Regions from separate parts of the Rattus norvegicus genome. Here region 1 is linked to region 2. A link is a contact called in public Hi-C data. All regions are on one chromosome and are shown on one strand. Each heading gives the region's core, a stretch centred on a gene start, on an enhancer-like site or on the middle of the called end of the contact. The rest is flanking DNA. Distances are from core to core; before and after follow the strand shown.

Region 1 (3,010 bases), core at 352-2,851, 42 kb after region 2:
TTAAACTGTTAACAGCCTCCTTTAAGGTCCAGGGCTGGGCCTGGAGAGCAAGACTGGTGGACACAGGGTAGCATTCGCCCTTAGTATTTCTGAACATTTTTTTCTTACCAAAAAGTATTATTTCCAAGTAAAAGTTTGATAAATATAGAAACCCATGAAATTATGTATGTAATACAAGTAAAAAAAGACAGGGACTGTCCAGCTTTGAGCCACTGTTCTGGACTTGTTCTAGACAACCCACCCCGTCCCTTCTGCTTACACTCAGTCTGCCACAGAAAGTCAAGAGAATGTGGATCACGTCCCAGTGGACACACAAGCAACATCAGAAAACATTTCCATTCATGGCTTCGAAGCTCAGTAAAGGAGTTCAAAAGTCTTAAGGTGTTCTTACTGATGTTTTCAACTTCACAAAAGCCTGAAGTGATTGATCAGTAGGGAGCAGACACTAAACTACACCTTACTCAAATAAGCACTAAGGACAAGACCAAGAGAGAAAAAAGGTGATAATGTCTTTGAATAATACAGGGTGAAGAGCTGTCTTTTTTCTCAATAGACACGCTGACGTCCTGTGTTTCCTTTGAAGGCCTATGGAGTCCTTTGTTTCTCTAGTTTAGGAAACAAAGTCTTAAATACTTGACCACGGCAGAATCAGAGCCCAACATAGAATAATTTACAAACACCTGGACTAGAAGCCCTTTTCAGTGGAAGGAGCCTCAAAAATACTAAACTATTAAAGGTGCATCTACCGGAATCTAAATTTAGCCAGAAATAGCTCCTAAGCATATTAAAAAGTAGACTCTGTACTGTGTCCTTCCAATAATCCATTTGATTGTTGGCTGCACTGTTAGGCCGTCTTTGAGTTTCTTTAAGCTGTATACTCTTACTGCTGGCATTTGAGATAAATACCACTCAGACTACTGTGTGCTTTTCCCCTTTATCCAATTTACTAAAATTAGTATATTAAAAAAGTTAGTCAGGAAATACAATTAAAAAATTACACATTTAAAGAAAAATCCTCGTTTTCTTGCTCACCACAGTTAGTGCTGGGGTTAAAAACTGGCTGGAATTGCCAATGATTGTACAGTTAATACAGAACAATTATAGTCACGGTTTAACCAGTCACCTCTTGAACCAGAGAGTCTCATTCCTCTGTCACAGATGAGCAATCAAGGTCCTAACTATTTGTTTTCTAACTTTTGTGTTCTTTCTCACACAGAAGCAAGCAGGCTATACTGCAAAGGGTGCAGGCCGAGGTCCAGCGTGAGCCTTCATGCAGTCATTCAGGGCACCTTATGATTGGAACTGTATCCTTTTGACCTGGCCACACCCAAAATTCATGTTGAAATCCTAACCTCCAAGATGTCAATGGCACTAGGGGAAGGGACCTTTGTGTGGTCACATGGGTAGAATCCACGTGAGGGTCCAGGGAGAACAGTGGGTGCTTCCTGTTGTGACCTTGATTTTGGACCTCTAACCTGCACAGCTGTAACAATCAACTCTTATTGTTGATAAGCTACTCGCTCTGTCTGTATCTCACTATAGCACCCGCCTGCAAAGAGAACTCAAGGTCCAGGAAGGACAGCAGTCCCCTTTCAACCTGGAAACCAGCAGCGCTTCACTCTCCAGCTTTCTCAAGGCTCCACCACAGAACCTGAGATCAAATGGCACTGCCAGAACCTCAGCCAGGAATTCTCAAATTCCTGGGAGGGAGACACCTGGCCAAGTGTGGGTGAGAGCTGCTTTCTTTCAAGATCTCAGCATGTGGTTGAAAGTCACCCGGAACCCCATGTTGTTTACATTGCCTTGAACTCATCACACTGCTTCAGCTTCCCAAGTGCAGAGGTTACAGACACACACCACCACTCCTGACTCAGGGCACTCTACTTCATTGACGTAATATTACTGGAAATAAAGTCAGGGACAGCCTGCTAGTCCAATCCAGCCAAATCCATGGTTGTAAATGTTCTGCACTATCAAATGTTTGACTAGGACTGTATGAAATTTTTAAGCCATTCTAATGAAACATTATGCTGGAGCCTACCATGCTGACTGCAGGCAAACTCAGACTGTGTGCAGTCAGTGAGAAGCTGGGGTTGTTGCAACAGCTTGCCACCCTAATGGTACACGACTATAAATGGAGGAACAAACTAACACTCCTCTTTCAACTACAAGCCCCAAGGAATGACCATAGATTCCCAAATAGCTTGAAGGCAGTATGTGAGGAGGGTGGGGCACTATCTCACTGACCGCATCTGTCTAGCACCTTCGAGGTGCTTTGATTCACAGATCATAAAAATGTTTAGATCAAGGTCTGTCCAGTATTTATCATACAAACCAGAACTGGCTGACCACTCATTACTCGCTTACTAGGTTATAAAGATCCACAGATACAACACTTTTTTTCTTTGAGTGGACTCCATCTCTACGTAACTGTATGTGTTGGTCCAATATGGGACTCCATATCTGCTCTTCAATCTTCACAGGTCCCTGAAAAGCCATGAAATTTTAAACCCTGGGAGGTAGGAAAACGTAGTTCTTAATTTGGTACAACCTCTCTTCTAAAGTAAGTTGTCAACACCTAAACGCCCACTTCGCTGCACTAATAAAGCTCTGGCAGGATTTCCGAAATACAACTGAGAGGTAGGAGTCCCCAAACCTCCTTCCAAACAATGACTAGTCTCCAGACCAAATCCTTTATGAACCTCTAAAGTTTTAAAAATTTTGACCTAAAGTCAGAATTGAAATGTTTTATTTCAGGAATTTATTGCAAAACCTGCTCTTAGTGTTACTTTTTACTCAGGTGTCTGTTGCATTGTGTGCAAGGCCAGTGCAGGCCAGGAGCTGCATTTACAGGCAGTTGTGAGCCCGCCCAAAGTGGGTGCTGGGAACTGAACTTGGGTCCTCCAGAACAGCAGTAAGCACTCTTAACTTCTGAGCCACCATCGCTCTAGCCCTACTGGGTGTTTTACATGTAGAGGATTCTGAATCCTTTCAGGTAAGAAGCAACCTC
Region 2 (3,394 bases), core at 15-2,514:
GAACTTAAGTTTAGATTCCATTTAATAAATGGAGAGAAAGGTTCTTTGAGACAACATAGTACCAAAGAACAAAAAGGGGAGTGGGATGGGGGGTGGGGACAGGCACCTTTTGCTCAAAGGCAAAAGGCAAGAAATAATGAAGCATGCTGCGGGCCAATCAGCACGCAAGAAGAGCTCTACCCTGAAAAAAAGGGAACAAAGTTTAGAAACTTTCAAGCCCTTGCATTTAAATGTCTCCTGAAACTTTTGCCCACATACCAGTTCTTCTATGCTCCACCAGTCTCCACAGATGGCTTTAAATCCCCGGGGCCTCAAAGCATTGTTCTAAAGAAACCCCCACAAAGCCCGGGAGCTGAGGACCCCGTGAGCAATTGACACCCACGACCCTGCGCTTCGCCTACAAGGCTTTTCTTGGCCTCTCCCAGGACCAAGCTGCCAATGCAGCGCAAACTCAGTGGGAAAGGCTCCCAACTGTTGCATCGCCGGACTGCAAAACAGAAAGTCAACCCACCCCGGGGGTGCTCCGGATCTCCACGGAAGAAAAAAAAAGGAGGAAGAAAGAAGACAAACATCGGTCGACTTTTTTTTTGTTTTAATATTTATTTCAATTGTTTTTGCGTCTGACCGGGGCTCTCCAGGACCCGCCGGCTCCGCGCCTGGGCGTCGCTGGAGTAGAGCCTGCACCTGTCACTTCGCTCGGGAGCAGGAGCCCCACCCGCCCGACACCTGTCAAGCCGCAGTCCAGACCCCTTCGGGATGCCCTCCCCGTCGCCCGCGAGCCCAGGACCGTGTCACCGCGCCGCCGCCGTCCCGCGGAGGTGGGGGACCGAGGGGACTCCGGGGACCCCGGGCGCCGCTCCTATCGCTTGCCCGGCCCCGCCGAGATGCGCCCGGCGTCCCCGCCAAGATGCGCCCCGCGTCCCCGCGCCCTTCCCTTCCCTTCTCTCCGGCCCGCGGCGGCCGCGCTCCTCACCTGATCAGGGGCAGCTCTTCGGGGTCACTGTCCTGCGCGGGGTCGTCCTCCGGAGGCGGCGGCGGCGGCGGCGGGGGCTCGGCGGCCGCGGTTCTGCGCGGGGCTTTGGGCGGCATGACGCGCTGCGCGGGCCGGCGCGAGCAGGCGAGGGAGGCGCGCGGGGAGGCGGGCGCGCGCGCACGCCGGGCACGCCCCGTCCTCACCCGACTCCCGTTACAAAAATAATGGGAACGTCCCCTGAGGAAAACCGGACGCGCCCGGCAACCGAGCGCCGGGCCAACCGCGGGAAAACGTCACTTCCGCCCGCGGCGTCACGTCCGCGAGGCTCGCGGGCCGCGGGCGTCAGTGGGGAACCGGGGCGGCGGTGGCGGCGGCGGCGGGCGAGAGCGAGGGCGCGGGCGGGAAGCCGCAGGGAAGCCGCGCCTGCCCGGGCTTGTCTCCGCCCGCGTCGTCCCCGTGGGCGGCGCCAGCCGAGGCGGGGCGGGCCGGCTCCTAGGAGCCGCGGCCTCTGGGAGAACGCTGGACAGGGCGCGCCCCTCGACCGGCCCGCGCGGCCGGCAAAACAAAAACAAACGTGCCCGGCCAGTGGGAGGTGGGCTCGGCCGGGGTGGGCGGTCCAGGGTGGGGCCATTACTGGCCTTCTGGAGACGAGGGTAGATAGTCGATGTACAGAGTGAAGTGTGGAGTAAGTCTTTTGATGTGGAAACTGGAGGCGCGGTCCAAGCCCGACAGATCTTAACGGGAAAGGATCTTTTGAAAATCAGCTTGCCAGGCGGACCCAACTTTGAAAAATCGTTTACAAAATCGTTTGAAAAGAAAGCAGAAACCAGTTTGCCGTGTTAATGCGCGCGATCCAGCCCCCTTTCATAATTGTTTCTCAGAGACAGCCGGTCAAACTGGGGAGGCCAGCATTCCACTTTGCGTGTTGGAAATGGGAGTTCGGAGAGTTGATTACCTGTGTCACATAGCCGGTCGGTGGCAGAGGACTCAAACCCAAGTAATATTTGGTGACTCACCATATCACCAACGCACAGACACGGGGAAAGAGCACACTAGAACTACCGCCACCAAAAGCTGGCTCAGCAACTATCTTTTCTAGTTACAGTTTTTACGCGTCAGTCAACGTAATTTTCTCTCTTTGCCAGTCCTTATTGGTGGTTGCCACACAACTCCCTAACTGAGGTGCAGTGAATAAAAAGCAGTTGTTGTTCCGGTGTAAACTATCTTGGAACAGCTGAGCAAAAGCTGAGGAAGCAGGAACTTCATTGGGTAGGTTGCAAACCTGGGCTTATTCTCTGCCTTGACATGTGTGAAGGATACACAGACCTCCTTCAATTGTCAGTCCTGCCTAACTTCAGAAGCCTGTGAAGCAAATGTTAGTCAGGAGGTTGAGCCCAGGCCCTGATGCAGCCACCGAGAATGTATGGAATTAAAATAGCAGTTGAGTTCACCTTGTCCCAGATTTAGGCAAGAGCTTAGGTTACATGCAGTCTAGGTTTGAGGAAGATACAGGATAGACTGCAGGGGGCCTGAAAAAAATGACAGTCCTGCCTCAAAATTATCAGAGAATGTGACACTTGCTAACTGATGCCCCTGTGGTAATTTGTGGCAAGCTGCAAAAGAACCTGGGCCCTCAGACATGTAACAGAGCGGGTGATTGGTCATCTCTGCTGGTACTGACCTCAAGCTGATGGTCAGCTATGTGTGTCAGAAGTCATTGGAATTAATATTTCCTCCATAACCCCTTTTCAACATACAGACCAAAGTTGACCTGGTAGCTCAGGCTGTAATGCTCTGAGGCTAAGGCAAAAAAAATCACAAATTTAAGTCCTGCCTTGGCTATAGAGTGAGTTGAACTCCAACCTGAGCAACTAAGTAAGTTTATTCCTATAATAAAAAGCAAAAATAAGTGTGGAATATAATAGAATTCTTACCTAGCATGTGAGGAACTGGGATTTCAAAACCCAGAAACACATGCACACGCGCACACACGCGCACACACGCGCACACACACACACACACACACACACATGGGACAGGGGAGAGACAGACAGAGAGGAGGAGACAAGAGACAGAAGGCAAAATTTCATACATCATCACAGCCTTAGAATCTAAGGCATTGGCCACATTAGAACATAGGACAGCCAAGGAAAGGCTGGGGAATTATAACTCCATGTGTAGATAAGACTTGTTTTATTTGAACCTAGTTCATCAATAAGCTTGCAAATGAGATTTTTCAATTCTTGATTACAAATGCCAAAACCTGTTTCAAAAAAATGGGGCAAATAAATGGGGCAGGGCCAGAAATGTAGCCCAGTAGAGGGGTTGAGGAGGGGATTTGGTGGTAGAGAAGGAGAAATGGAGGCGGGGAAAGAATTTGACAAAGCATTTAAAGTGTTTGTGTGTCTGGTAGTTTGGCAC

Evidence for each region. A called contact is a pair of places that touch in the nucleus more often than the background predicts.
Region 1: a contact with region 2 is called in a Hi-C map of kidney, with 2.2 times the contacts expected there. The contact joins the enhancer-like site here to the promoter of Rb1 in region 2. A contact is called at or near these places in 2 of 12 Hi-C or Micro-C datasets (kidney and liver).

What each region holds. Positions count from the first base shown.
Region 1 is chr15:54,952,145-54,955,154 of GRCr8, forward strand. No RefSeq gene overlaps it. Among named protein-coding and RNA genes, the nearest start is that of Itm2b, 25 kb to the right of the region's middle. Within about 2 kb of position 1,602, at least 5 of the 93 cell types and tissues checked have an H3K27ac peak or open chromatin away from gene starts, as enhancers often do. A contact at or near this core is called in kidney, where this site is marked.
Region 2 is chr15:54,910,593-54,913,986 of GRCr8, forward strand. It overlaps Rb1 (RB transcriptional corepressor 1), which reads right to left and starts at 1,265. Exons shown (of 27, transcript NM_017045.2): 1 at 974-1,265. The coding sequence starts at 1,089.